Regions from separate parts of the Mus musculus genome. Here region 2 is linked to region 1. A link is a contact called in public promoter capture Hi-C data. All regions are on one chromosome and are shown on one strand. Each heading gives the region's core, a stretch centred on a gene start, on an enhancer-like site or on the middle of the called end of the contact. The rest is flanking DNA. Distances are from core to core; before and after follow the strand shown.

Evidence for each region. Capture Hi-C pulls out chosen DNA fragments and counts their contacts.
Region 2: a promoter capture Hi-C map of adipose tissue shows a contact between it and region 1. The contact joins two enhancer-like sites. A contact is called at or near these places in 12 of 39 promoter capture datasets (the 3T3-L1 cell line, 3T3-L1-derived adipocytes, the C10 cell line and 6 more), 1 of 15 datasets of contacts at CTCF or cohesin (the NIH/3T3 cell line), 7 of 484 Hi-C or Micro-C datasets (CD8 T cells, the CH12 cell line, the HPC-5 cell line and 4 more), 4 of 115 datasets of contacts at active chromatin or transcription factors (the HPC-7 cell line, embryonic fibroblasts, embryonic stem cells and 1 more) and 4 of 9 other capture datasets (adipose tissue, embryonic stem cells, liver and 1 more).

Annotation. Positions count from the first base shown.
Region 1 is chr17:74,576,324-74,583,235 of GRCm38.p6, forward strand. It overlaps Birc6 (baculoviral IAP repeat-containing 6), which reads left to right. Exons shown (of 73, transcript NM_007566.3): 9 at 2,842-4,239. Among named protein-coding and RNA genes, the nearest start is that of Birc6, 51 kb to the left of the region's middle. Within about 2 kb of position 3,793, at least 6 of the 459 cell types and tissues checked have an H3K27ac peak or open chromatin away from gene starts, as enhancers often do.
Region 2 is chr17:74,655,568-74,662,571 of GRCm38.p6, forward strand. Birc6 (baculoviral IAP repeat-containing 6) reads left to right here. Exons shown (of 73, transcript NM_007566.3): 59 at 2,611-2,784; 60 at 3,592-3,788; 61 at 4,815-5,115. Among named protein-coding and RNA genes, the nearest start is that of Ttc27, 59 kb to the right of the region's middle. Within about 2 kb of position 5,599, at least 2 of the 459 cell types and tissues checked have an H3K27ac peak or open chromatin away from gene starts, as enhancers often do.

The sequences.
Region 1 (6,912 bases), core at 2,543-5,042:
CTTAATTCTTGTTGGTACATATGATACATTTTTAAAGAAGTATTGTCTTTGAATAGAATTAAAAGATCATAGCAGTAAGGAGTAAAATCCTTTCACTTTAAAAATTTAAATATCCCTTAATATCCCTTAATATATCCCTTTATTTGTATTTAGTATATGTATGTACATAAATGTGAGTTTACGTGTGTGGAGGCACCTCCAGTGTGTGTGTGTGTGCATGTGTGTGTTTATGTGCATGTGTTTCTTTCTTTTGGGCAGAATCTTTCATTAACTTAGAGTTAATTAGTACTAGACTAAACTCTTTGGCCAGTGAGCCCCAGGGACCTGCTCGTCTTGGCCTCCCTAGTGCTGGTTACAAGTATGCTTGTCTGACCTGTTGTACATAGGTTCTGGGGACTGCATTGAGGTCCCTCATGCTTTCCTTTCAAGGCATGCATTTTACTGACAATGCCATCCTCTTAGCCCTAGTTGATTTGATGGTTTGTAAGTAGGCTGTTTGCTCATAGGAAAATATTTTCGTTTAAGACTAATTTCAAAAATATAGGTTCTAACTTATACTTTTATTCCAGTAATCTTTTGGAGGATTATGGAGTAAACATCTAAACCTGATAGTAATGAGGGATGTAGTCTCATCCTGAATTGTCTTACAAATTTTAGATGCCTTTTTAGAACTCCTCTAAGTGGAGTTCTAAAATTAATTTGAGCCTAGTCTTAATTTGAATGACGTAGTTAAATTGTAGGCAATATTAACCTCAGAATTAAGAGTGCACAATAAGAGGCATCTGTTTTTGGTTAAGATTATAAGTTTTGAAAGTTCTTAGTTGATTTCAAAGAGAAAAGTTTGTTTCTGAATAATATATCTGAGTCAAGGAAACATGACTTCTCATGAAGGCTGAAAACAAGGGCTGGCTGGAGAATCGAGTACAGATTGAACGTTGATGGCTTTAGAAGACAGCCAAGACAAAATCAGGACATGTGGCTGTTAGAAACTGGCTTTGGTGCTACGTAAGAAAGCCAGGGACAGAAGGCTTTCCCAGAGTCGTTGTCTAGCAGACTTTGAGTGAAGGGCCAGGCTGTGGCAGAGTGGTTACCTGATATGCAGGAAGCCCTGTGTTCCTTCCAGAGCACCATAAACACACACTGAAGAGGAGGGGCAGAGTTAAGAGATGTCAGAGTCTCATAGTGGATTATCCCTCGTCCCAGATGTGCATGCATTCAGTGCTTATAAGAGGAAGTACAATACTAGAGCTACTTGCTATGTTTTTCTTTGTTTATTTATTTTTCTAGTTGTTTGCTTCTTTTGAGCAGGGTCTCAGTGTATCTCAGCACTCACTGTAGTGCAGAGCGGCCTCATACTCAGAGTAACCCTCCCCACTCAGTCTTTCCTGTTGGGATTGCAGCAGTGAGCCACCCAGCGTAGCTGATTGTTTCTTTTTAAACAGCTTCATTGTGCATACTATTTACCTTAAATATTGTCCTAATTTTATGTGCTTTGTGTATTTATTTTCAGTTAATATATACATAGATTAAAACTATTCTATGTGGATAATTTTTTTGGCATAACTTTAAAAGGTTAGCTTTTTAAATTTAGTACATCCAATAGGTAAGCATTTCAAGGAAATAGATTTTAATTAATTAAACTTACACAAATACTTTCCTTTTTTTTCCAATCGGGAAAGTATGTGTAGACAGTGCCATTCAGTGAGATGGCTATTTGTTATTATAACCACAGAGTTCAGGGGAATGAGCTGATCACTCTTCAGCTTCAGTTAGAAAATGTTTCAGCTGTAGAGGTTAGTAATAATAGTAAGTTAGTAAGATAATCCAGATTGTCTTAAAATTCTGGGTAACCCTGTAAGTGAATCTTGAAGAGACTGGATAGTATAGTATCAGGACGCCTAAGTGCTGTTCTACGGATCCCTTGCTCATTACTTACTTGTTTCAGTTTTTATATAGCCACATCATTTAATATTTTCATGCCTCTTATTGTCATACCTAGTTATAAAAGCAGTTTTATCTTTTCTTTATTTTTGCCTATCATTGGAATGTTTTTCTCTCCCCCCACTGTTTTTACTGACTGATTCATACTGTTGGGAAAGTTAAAAAATAATCAAAATTGGTTGAGAGAATTTTCAGTTCAGTGTTTGAGTGGAGAATTGGTTGCTGTCTCTGGTGGGGTTTTGTCTCTGTGACCGCCAGCATTGTGGAGCAATGGAAGAAATGGTGCTTGAATTTTAAAGTATTAAAAAGAAAGGAACTGAGATTATGATATTTTTCTTAGGTATTTGAGAGAATCAATTAATTATAATACACAAAGAATATTGGGTGTATTTTTGGTTTAGAAATGAAGTCCAGAAATTCTATTCTTTTAGCATCAATTTAAAGCAATAACTAAATAATATAGTAATAATTTGCCATGACTTAAGAATCAATTTCTTCTCTACAAAATGTATTTGAGTTGAAAATAATTTTGAATTTCTTGAGTAGTCTTTTTTTAAGTTTTCATATGTAAGGTCATCTGACATTTGATTAAATTTCTTTTAAAATATTGGATATAAAAATATTTAATTTTTGTGTTTCCATGTATGTATTGGCACATGTGAAGGTCAGCGGGATAGCATGCAGGAAGTAGTTTCATTTTTCTCCCTCGTGGGTCCCAGTGATCATCAAGCTGAGTCTGGCTTCAGGGCAAGAGCCTTTTCCTGCTGATCTATCCTGTGGCCATGGAGTCCTTTAGTAACACATAGGTCAGATGAATCAGGAAAACCTCACTGAAGTACTGATAGTGATTTACATGACCACAGCTGCTGCATCTAATGTGATATATTTTTCTTTTCAAAGGGCATACATCACAGAAGGAAGCCATGGAAGTAAGCCTTGATATAACAGCTCTCAGCATTCTCCAGCAGCCAGAAAAACTGCAGTGGGAGATTGTGGCTAATGTGCTTGAAGATACTGTTAAGGATCTTGAAGAACTTGGGGCAAACCCCTCCCTAACGAACTCTAAGAGTGAAAAGACAAAGGAAAAGCACCAGGAACAACACAACATTCCCTTCCCCTGTTTATTGGCTGGAGGTTTATTAACATATAAGTCTCCTGCTACCTCACCCATTAGTAGTAATTCTCACAGGTCACTGGATGGTTTAAGCAGAACTCAGGGCGAAAGTATATCAGAACAAGGGTCAACTGACAATGAATCCTGCACAAATTCAGAGCTGAATTCTCCTCTGGTCAGGAGGACTTTACCTGTGTTACTTCTTTATAGTATCAAAGAATCTGATGAGAAAGCAGGAAAAATCTTTTCACAGATGAACAATATCATGAGTAAAAGTTTGCACGATGACGGTTTTACAGTTCCTCAGATTATTGAAATGGAGCTGGACAACCAGGAGCAGCTGTTGTTACAGGATCCGCCTGTGACTTACATCCAGCAGTTTGCAGATGCAGCCGCCAGCCTCACTTCTCCAGATTCCGAGAAGTGGAACTCTGTGTTCCCCAAGCCTGGGGCTTTGGTGCAGTGCTTGAGGCTACCAAAGTTTGCAGAGGAGGAGACTCTTTGTATAGACTCTATAACTCCTTGTGCTGATGGAATTCATTTGTTGGTAGGACTGCGGACATGCTCTGTGGAATCATTGAGTGCAATAAATCAAGTCGAGGCCTTGAATAATTTAAATAAATTAAACTCTGCACTATGTAATAGACGTAAAGGTGATCTGGAATCCAATCTTGCTGTAGTGAATGGTGCAAATATCAGTGTGATCCAACATGAGTCACCAGCAGATGTGCCGGAGCATCTGCTCATCCGGCCGGAGCAGAGGAATGTCGTCAGTGGTGGATATTTAGTTCTTTACAAGATGAACTATACCACTCGAATAGTGACTTTAGAAGAGGAGCCCGTGAAAATCCAACATATCAAAGATCCCCAGGACACAATTACCTCGCTCATTTTGCTTCCACCAGATATACTGGATAATCGAGAGGATGACTGTGAGGAACCTGCTGAGGAAATGCAGTTAGCCTCAAAGAATGGGATTGAAAGAGAAAAAAAGTCTGACATTTCTACGCTTGGACACCTGGTAGTAACCACTCAGGGAGGATACGTGAAAGTATTAGACCTTTCAAACTTCGAAATTTTGGCCAAAGTGGAGCCTCCCAAAAAGGAGGGCACTGAAGAACAGGATACATTTGTTTCTGTCATTTACTGCTCAGGCACAGACAGGCTGTGTGCGTGCACCAAAGGTGAGCTGCTTGCTTGATTCTTCTGAGAAACCTTTGGTGGCATTTGTCTATGTACATTATCTAGTGTGAATTTTAGATCCATGTAAGAGGTTAGTTTTTCTTTCTAGGAAATATTGTTTTTAATGCCTTTAAACTTATTTTTTAAACTTTCCTAGGCAAGAAATCTATTGTAATTAGCTTAGTAAGTCCTCAGAAAGTATCTTCTCAGCTGAGTGTAAACGTTTACTTAGGATGGTGAAACTCTAGGGTCATGAGTTTGAGGCCAGCCTGGATTGTGTAGCAAGATAGAGCTTTGCTCAATTTCAAGTATCATGGAACTTTGTGAATACTGACTACCTACATTTGTGGACCTAGTTTCCTTAGCAACTTGGATAAGAGGGCCCTTGTGTATGAGAGCACACAAGCTGCTGAGGGAGGAAGGACTTATTGGGCACATGGTTTCAGAGATGTTAGTTTGTCACAGCTGGGCACATATGAATAGTTAGGGAAGCTCCTGTCATGGCAGCTACAAAGCAAGGGTGTGTGTGTGTGTGTTGTCACCTATAGTCAGGGAGCCCCCCCACTGCTGCACCTGTGTGCAAAGGCCTCCATAGTTCACTTATAGATGTGTTTTTTCTACTCTGGCTCCTATAGTCTGTTGCTTAGGCTTTTTATAATCAAATAATTTATATACAGTTTCTGGCACAGATTACTTCTAGAAAAAACAACTTAGCAAATAGTCTTTAGTTTTGTAAGATGATAAGATACTTGGTCTTTTTTTCTTTTCTTTTCTTGTGGGGGTGGGGAGGGTTCGAGACAGGGTTTCTCTGTGTAGCCCTGGCTGTCCTGGAACTCAGTCTGTAGACCAGGCTAGCCTCGAACTCAGAAATCTGCCTGCCTCTGCCTCCCAAATGCTGGGATTAAAGGTGTGTACCACCACTCCCTGCTGGTCTTCTTTTCTTATAAGCTTTGGCTGATAAAAATTAGTTTTGAAACATTTGAGACCCCCTTTTGGATATTGTGCACCATTCCCCCCATATATATATTGTGTGTGTGTGTGTGTGTAAATCAAATAACTGCACTATAGATTTTCACAAATACTACTGGCATTTTGAATCATAACAAATACTCTTTGCTGTCGATAGGTTAGTTGGAATTAAAGGGCCACACAGTTCTTGAAGCCTAGATGAGTATAATGAAGAGTTGGTGGATTTAAGAAAAGCTACCTCTATCTGTGCTTTTGGAGTTATTAAGTTATTAAGTTATTAAGCTGAGTATTTTTTTAAGTACATTTCTAGGGCTTTGCCAAAGAGGGTAGTAGCTTATACATTAATTGATTCAGATTACAAATTTGAGCTACATCTAGTTTAATACCCAGAAAGGGGGAAAAATCTTCAAAGTACATTAAAATAATAGTAAATAGATATAAAGTAGGAACATTCAGCATAATTTCAGAAAGATAAAACTTTGAAGGTCACGTGAGACTTGAGAGTAGCTCTTCTAAGTACTAGAAAGTTCCAGGGAATTTTAACTTAGGATCATGTGCACTAGTTTGTTACTCTTAGTGATCACACCTACTTTTCAGTGCATATGCTTTTTGTAGAGCCCATTTTGCAGATCAGTAAACTTAAGTGAAGGAGAGTTCAGTAACTAATCACAGGGCTAATGAATGGCAGAGAGGCATTCTGCTCAGTGTGTTGTTAATAACGTCTTTTAAACTGTGTATACTGCGTTGTCAGAGTATAACAAAAGCTGAAGAACCTTAAAATGGATTCTCTGCTCGGGGTGGTGGCGCACGGATTTCTGAGTTCGAGGCCGGCCTGGTCTACAAAGTGAGTTCCAGGACAGCCAGGGCTATACAGAGATACCCTGTCTCGAAAAACAAAACAAAACAAAAAATAAAATAATATAAAATGAATTCCTGTAGTATTCAGTATGGAGGATCTGAGAAGTTGCCATCTTGCCATAATTTGCCCAAAATGGTGCTTCAGTAATTTGGCCCAGGACACATACTTGTAGGAACCTAATATGTATAGAATGCAATAAGGGTTTAATTATTTAAATTTTTTTGATGAGAGATACAATTTAGTAAGAATTTGAAAGTAGATTTATATATTCTTAGAGTTAGGACAGTAGCAGAAGCAGTCTCTTGTGATAGTTGATTTTCCTGGCTGTCCTTGAACTCTCTTCAATGCTGGGATTTCAGGTTTGTCATGAAGACCAAGTTCTGGAGAGCTAAAACAAATAATTTCCCCTATGTGTAAGCTTGTGCATGCAGTTCCAGGGCTGACATTGAGAGCCTTTCTCAAACTCTCCAGTTCCATTGAGGCAGGGTCTCTCAGTTGTGTCCAGGTTTTGATCAGCTGTTCTAGTAGCCAGCTTGTTCCTCGTGTCCCCTCTCAGGCTTTTGAGCACTGAAGTTTCAAGTGGCCATCATACCTTTTGATGTTTACTGGGGATCCAAACTCTACTCTTTATGGACTTTGCCATTTCTTTAGCTATAAAAATTATTATTAAAAATAATTGTAACATGAACAAAAGCTAGAAGCATTATTCATTGTTACTCATATTTAATACATCTGTATATTGAGTAATATAGATCTATATATTAAGTAATACTTTTGCATAATGTTTACATCATGTCAAGTGCATTTATCTCCTCACTCATCATGTCTTTGTGGAAAAAACTTTGAA
Region 2 (7,004 bases), core at 4,349-6,848, 81 kb after region 1:
TGTAGGTAGAATTCTAGCCAAGGATTTCAAGAGAGAACAATGGTAATTAACATATTCTCTCCAGATAAAATTTTTTGACCAATGTTTTTCATTTGTTAATGTGATATTCATTATTGCTGTGCCATACTCTTATTGCCAAGTAATGCTTGAATGATGTCCTTTTTACTTCACATCCAAGGTTTGTGGATGTGATCTCTACTATAGTAGAGGTCAAGAAACTAGGACTGGTGGGTTATTTACTACATCTCTTTGTAAATAAAGTTTTGTGGGTTTTTTTTTTTAAGATTTATTTATTTATTATATGTAAGTACACTGTAGCTGTCTTCAGACACTCCAGAAGAGGGTGTCAGATCTCATTACGGATGGTTGTGAACCACCATGTGGTTGCTGGGATTTGAACTCTGGACCTTCGGAAGAGCAGTCGGGTGCTCTTACCCACTGAGCCATCTCACCAGCCCCTTGTGGGGGTTTTATCATAATTTTAATAACTTTAACAATTAAAAATATGAATATGCTTTTGTTTATTAAGTTGACAATATTAAGAAGGATTTGTTACTTTAATGTGCAGAAGGGTTTTAAAATATACAATGTAAATTCCCTGAAATCTATTTGTACAAGTAACCAGAAAGCGATTATTTCAAGAGGAAACATTATCAAAAGAAAAAAATATTCTACTAATGCTTCATACAAGAAATAGATACATGTGCAGTTTGCAAGATGGCTGAGCAGATTAAGGTGTCTGTTTCCAAGCCTCGGTTTGATCCATGGGACCCACATGACAGAATGAGAGAACTGACTCTAGAAAGTGTTCTTCAACTGCCACATGTATGTGTACCATGGCGTGTACAGCTACACACGCACACACAGGAATAATAATAGTAGAAAAGGAATATAGACATTTGTTGAACAAAGAGACAGTTAAAGCAATTTCTAACCCTGGTAACTTAGCCTCCATGCATGCATTGATAAAGCTGCCTAGGTGAGAACTAGTGCACTCTTTGGCTACAGCGGCTCTCAGGTGTGCAGCCTCGCAGCTCTACTTGACCTCCTGACTCAATCTTCAAAATCCTGGATTGCAGGCCTGTGCCACCATGCCTGGGTTGTGCAGTATCCAGCTGGAGATTGAGCTCAGAGGTCTGTATATGCTAAGTGAGCGCTCTGCCAACTGAGTTACATCCCCAGCCCAGTATGCATACATTACTTTGACTTAATTACAAATGAGCCATTTGATAAAAATAGTTTAAAATATATTTATATTTTATTTGTGTGTGTGTGTGTATGTATGTGTGTACACACACACACACACACACACACACACACATATATATATAAATAAAAAACCAGGACCTTAAAAATAATAGTGGAAAACAATTAAGAGATCATATGACTTTGAGCAAACTATTTATATTATACTGTGTTTTACATCAATTGTTTCTATAAAATTAACACAATTTTCCATTATAATTACTTTAAAATTACTATTTGTTGACATTAAATTCATTCACAGTGTGTGACTGCCACCACCATCTCTCTGGCAGTTCTTTTCTGTATCACACACTCTAAATCTCTTTCATATTAATAGAGAATCTATGGTACATTATAAAGAACAGACTGAGAAACAGTCTGACTTTGATTCCAATCTGTGTCCTGAATCTACCACTTATTTATCTACACTAACTAATAATAGACACTTATTACTATTTCCCTGTCATTTTAAAGACTCAAAATAGTCAGTTTACTGAAGTAGTGTAAAAGTTGAGGTTTTTTTTATTGGATATTTTCTTTATATACATTTCAAATGCTATCCCCAAAGTTCCCTATACCCTCCCTCTGCCCTCCTACCCTACCCACCCACTCCTGCTTCTTGGCCCTGGTATTCCCCTGTACTGGGTCATATAAAGTTTGCAAGACCAAGGGGCCTCTCTTCCCAGTGATGGCCGAGTAGGCCATCTTCTGCTACATATGCAGCTAGAGACACGAGCTCAGGGCTACTGGTTAGTTCATATTGTTGTTCCACCTATAGGTTACAGACCCCTTCAGCTCCTTGGGTGCTTTCTCTAGCTTCTCCATTGGGGGCCCTGTGATCCATCCAATAGATGACTGTAAGCATCCACTTCTGTGTTTGCCAGGCACTGCCATAGCCTCACAAGAGACAGCTATAACAGGGTCCCTTCAGCAAAATCTTTCTGGCATATGCAATAGTGTCTGGGTTGTAAATAAAGTTTTATTATAATATGTTTGCCCATGTTTAATGTATTATTCTTAGGTAGAGGGGTAGTAATTGCAGTCATGTGGGCCCCATTGCTTAAAATATTTGTTACCTAAGCCCCTATGAAAATATTTGCAAATGTTAGCTTGTAGAATATCTCCTCTGTCATTTGTTTGACCTTGGTGTTCTGTAGATATTTTTCTGGGTATTAATCTATAGGTATGTTGGAAACAGTTTGACTTTTGTAGACTTACCAATGGGTACCTTTAAACTGTTTTGAAATAGGTGTATTTTCCAGACTCTTGACCCTGATTAATAAAAATAATGGTTAGTTAACACTGTCAAACCAAGTAAAAATGTCTCCCTCTTAGATTTTATTTTAACTCATGTAATTTTTGTAGGTCAGCCACTACCAGCAGAAATGACACTTGCCCAGCTTTTAACTCTCCTCTATGACCGAAAACTTCCTCAAGGTTACCGTTCAATAGATCTTACTGTTAAATTGGGATCAAAAGTCATTACAGATCCAAGTTTGTCAAAAACAGATTCTTTCAAAAGACTGCACCCTGAAAAAGGTATGTAGATGACACTCCTTTATATCTTGCAATTCATTGGTGACAAGAGGTCCCAGTTAGGAAAGTACTTGATGTGCAAGCATAAGCATCAAGTTTGAGGTCCAGCATCCAAGTCACAAAGCTGAGTGGGATGGCTCCTGCTTTTAATCCCAGTGCTGGGAGATGGAGACAGGACCAGCTATAACACTCCCCAGCCAGCCCATCTCCATGGAGTTACACAGCGAGTACTCCTTTAAGTTAAACAGCTGCTGAGCATCTTTGCCACTCTTTTTTTTTTTTTTAATATTTATTTATTTATTTATTATATGTAAGTACACTGTAGCTGTCTTCAGACACTCCAGAAGAGAGCATCGGATTTTGTTGCACAGCTGCTGAGCATCTTCGCCACTCTTTTTTTTTTAATATTTATTTATTTATTTATTTATTTATTTATTTATTTATTTATTTATTTATTATATGTAAGTACACTGTAGCTGTCTTCAGACACTCCAGAAGAGAGCATCAGATCTTGTTACGGATGGTTGTGAGCCACCATGTGGTTGCTGGGATTTGAACTCAGGACCTTTGGAAGAGCAGTCAGCGCTCTTAACCGCTGAGCCATCTCTCCAGCCCTCCGAACTTTCTCTTTGCCACTGTTGCTCTTTCTTTTTGTACAGTGTATGTTTTTTATAAATGAAAGCATATTGTGTGTGTGTGTGTGTCTGTGTGTGTGTATATATATACACACACACAGACACACACACACACACACACACACACACACACATAGGTTGTTTCTTACATACTGAGTTTTTGTGTATTGTATAGATCATGGAGACTTAGTTGGCAGCTGTCCAGAGGATGAGGCTCTTACCCCGAGTGATGAGTGCATGGATGGAGTATTGGATGAATCTTTGCTGGAAACCTGTCCTATTCAGTCACCATTACAAGTTTTTGCAGGAATGGGTGGACTGGCTCTTATTGCAGAGAGACTGCCCATGCTCTATCCAGAAGTGATTCAGCAGGTAAGCTAAGCCTTCTACCACGGTGCACATGGTATAGTGATGTTTTCTGTTCTTTAAGTTACTTGCAATAACCTTTTAGGAATATTCTTGGCCTTATAATTTTTGATCAATGGATAAGTCACAGATTGGCTTCTATAGAATATATGAGCATCAGCTGGGAATATGGAAGCTCGTTTCTTATGACTTTCCCATGATGTTGTTATGATCATCACACTAACATTCTCTTTTCTGTATGTAGCTTGGATGTGGTTTTGATTGTGGTTATTACTGTAAATGAGAGAGTAAAATAATAGTGAATCACTCATATTTATGCCTTATTTAACTTCTGCTCTTTTTGATACCATTTCCAATGTAGATAGTTTTAAATCATTATTTTAGCTCACATCAGTTTTATCTTCTTCCTGTCATTTGATGTTTGTGTACTTTTCATGTTCTTTCATGTTAATGCAAAGTTTTTCCAGTTGTCTCTGGAATGTTTTACGGACAAATGGAAAAATCTGTTGGGTATCCTGGCATATACCTGTAATTTTAGCACTTGAAGAGCTATGGACAGAATGCCAGCTTGAGTTCATTTTTTTTGGGCTACAGATAGCAATACCTTTTCTCAAAAACAAAAAACAAAACAAAACAAAACAAAACAAAACAAAAAGGAAAAAGAAGAAAGAAAACCCACTATATGTTTCTTTTGCATGATTTGGATTACAATCTACACCAGTGGTTCTCAACCTATGGTTTCTTATAATTTTTGGAAGTTACAGATCAGATAATCCTGGCTATATTTATATTACAGTTCATAAAAGAAAAATGAGTGAATTAGGTTAGTGAACTACAGGTTGTTTGTCTGTTTTAAAGTTCGTCTGTAGTTATTCACTGACTATGAATAGGAAGATGCTGTTCTGACATGGATGCACTTGGTAGATACTGGCATACTTGTGATGCCATACTCTTCTTGGTATTTGTTACCATGTTTTTAAAACACGAAGAGTTCATCCGAAGCCCAGTACTGAACTGTCTCTTTTTCTTTAGGTGAGTGCTCCAGTGATCGCTTCCACCACTCAGGAAAAGCCAAAGGATAGTGATCAGTTTGAATGGGTGACCATAGAACAATCAGGTGAACTGGTTTATGAAGCTCCAGAAACCATTGCAGCTGAGCCTCCACCTGTTAAGTCAGCGGTGCAAGCCACGTCTCCCATACCTGCCCATTCTCTGGCTGCTTTTGGATTATTTCTTCGTCTTCCGGGCTATGCTGAAGTGCTCCTGAAAGAGAGGAAGCATGCCCAGTGCCTTCTTCGATTGGTGTTGGGAGTTACAGATGATGGAGAAGGCAGTAAGTGTTTCCAGTTACTGCTTACATTTATCAACACTACACAAACAGGGTGGATACATTTGTCTAGATTATTTTCTCTTCTTAACTGTTTGTTTTATAGTAAAGCTATTTACATGGTTTGTAATTTTTATTGAGTTTTTCGGTATTAAATATGGTAATCCTAAGAAATTTCATATTAAGTTTATAGTAAGTGACATTGGAATCGTGTGACCAGGAAGTAGGACTAGTGGCTGTGTAGTAGGTATGAGAACATACTGACTCTGACAGCTTAGAGGAGGACTGGCGCTGAGTATTCTGGGAGCCTCAGATGTGTGAGGCAGTTTCTTACAGATGTGTAAGTGTGAAGCTGGGTAGCAGTTTTGGGTGGTGCTCTGAAGGATAAGCAAAATTTAATTTAGGGAGAGTATTTTGAACAGAAGAGTTGTAAGCTTTGTTTGAGTATTTGGGCGGGGAGGAGCTAGCACATTCAAATCTGTATGAAAGGCACTTCTAAACTGTTGTGGTGGGCACGTGTTCGCAATCCCAGCCCTCAAGAGCTCAGTAGCACAAGGATCAGGTTTCCAAACTGCCGTTGACGATGTACTGAGTTTAGTGACAGCCTGGATACATGAGGGTCTGCATGGAGAAGCAATGAAAGAGAAGTTGTTATAGGATTATGAATACCTAATATTGATTAAACTATTATGAGGAATGGGGGCATTAAAAAAAAAAAATCCACCCCCAAAAGAAAATCTAGAGCACTGACTGTTTTTCCAGAGGTCCTGAGTTCAATTCCCAGTACCCACATGGTGACTCACAACCATCTGTAATGGGATCTGATGCTCTCTTCTGGTGTGTCTGAAGTCAGCTACAGTGTACTCATATACAATAAATAAGTACATTTAAAAAAAAAAAAAAAAAGAAAGAAAATCTGTTGAAGTGTTTGAAACACTAAACTTGGATTAGTGTTTGCAACAAGGCCAAAGTCCAATCTCCTGTACTATAGAAACAAAACAAGGAAATGGAGAAAAGCAAAAAGCATAAATCTGTAGCATTATTTTGAACAAAGAGAAGAGAGCTAAGATTATTATATTATACTGTATTATATATAGTATATGTAATACATATAAAGTTTATTATATTTAATAAATATATATAATAAATATAATGATTGTTCTTATTTCATGCTGTTATTTAATGCAATAAGAGATTGACTGATCGCAGTTGAGGTAGTTAGGAAAATTCACTTTCATTTGGATCCCTCTTAATTGTTCACTCAATAACATTTTACTGCCGATCGATCATAAGCAGCAAAGGGGAAAGAGTGGACTTAGATTGCACACAGAAGTCCAAGGAATGGCTTCTGTGATGCATAATTTCATTTTTTCAGCACTCATTCTGCTCATATGGTGCTTTATTGCTTGTGTTTATCACTTTCTTATTAAAGCAACACAAAACTATTGTACAAAAGAAAATAGTTTTACTTGTTATTGTTCATAGGAAAACCATTTGAAAGGACACCAGTCACTTTCTGATTGATGGTTGTAGGAAATTTCTTCTTCCTTGGCACACTTTTTATCCCAGTAGTGAGGAGGTGCAGTCAGAGACAAGCAGCCTTTTATAAATTGGAGGCCATCCTAGGCTACATGGAGAACCTTGTCTTTTAAAATAAAAAAAAAATTACATTTCATTTCACATTTAGTTCATATTATCTTTGTTGTCATTGATGGCTGTTACATATCTGTAAAATTTCAGAGTGTGTGTGTGTTGTGTTCTAGAGACTTTCTTGATACTTTAATAAAGATAACAGTCTCACAGTCAGCCTGCTTTTTAATAAGTTTAATGATAAAACCTTGCTTTGTTGTTATTACTTGTGACCCTATGTGTAAGTGCTTATTATTTTCAAGTGT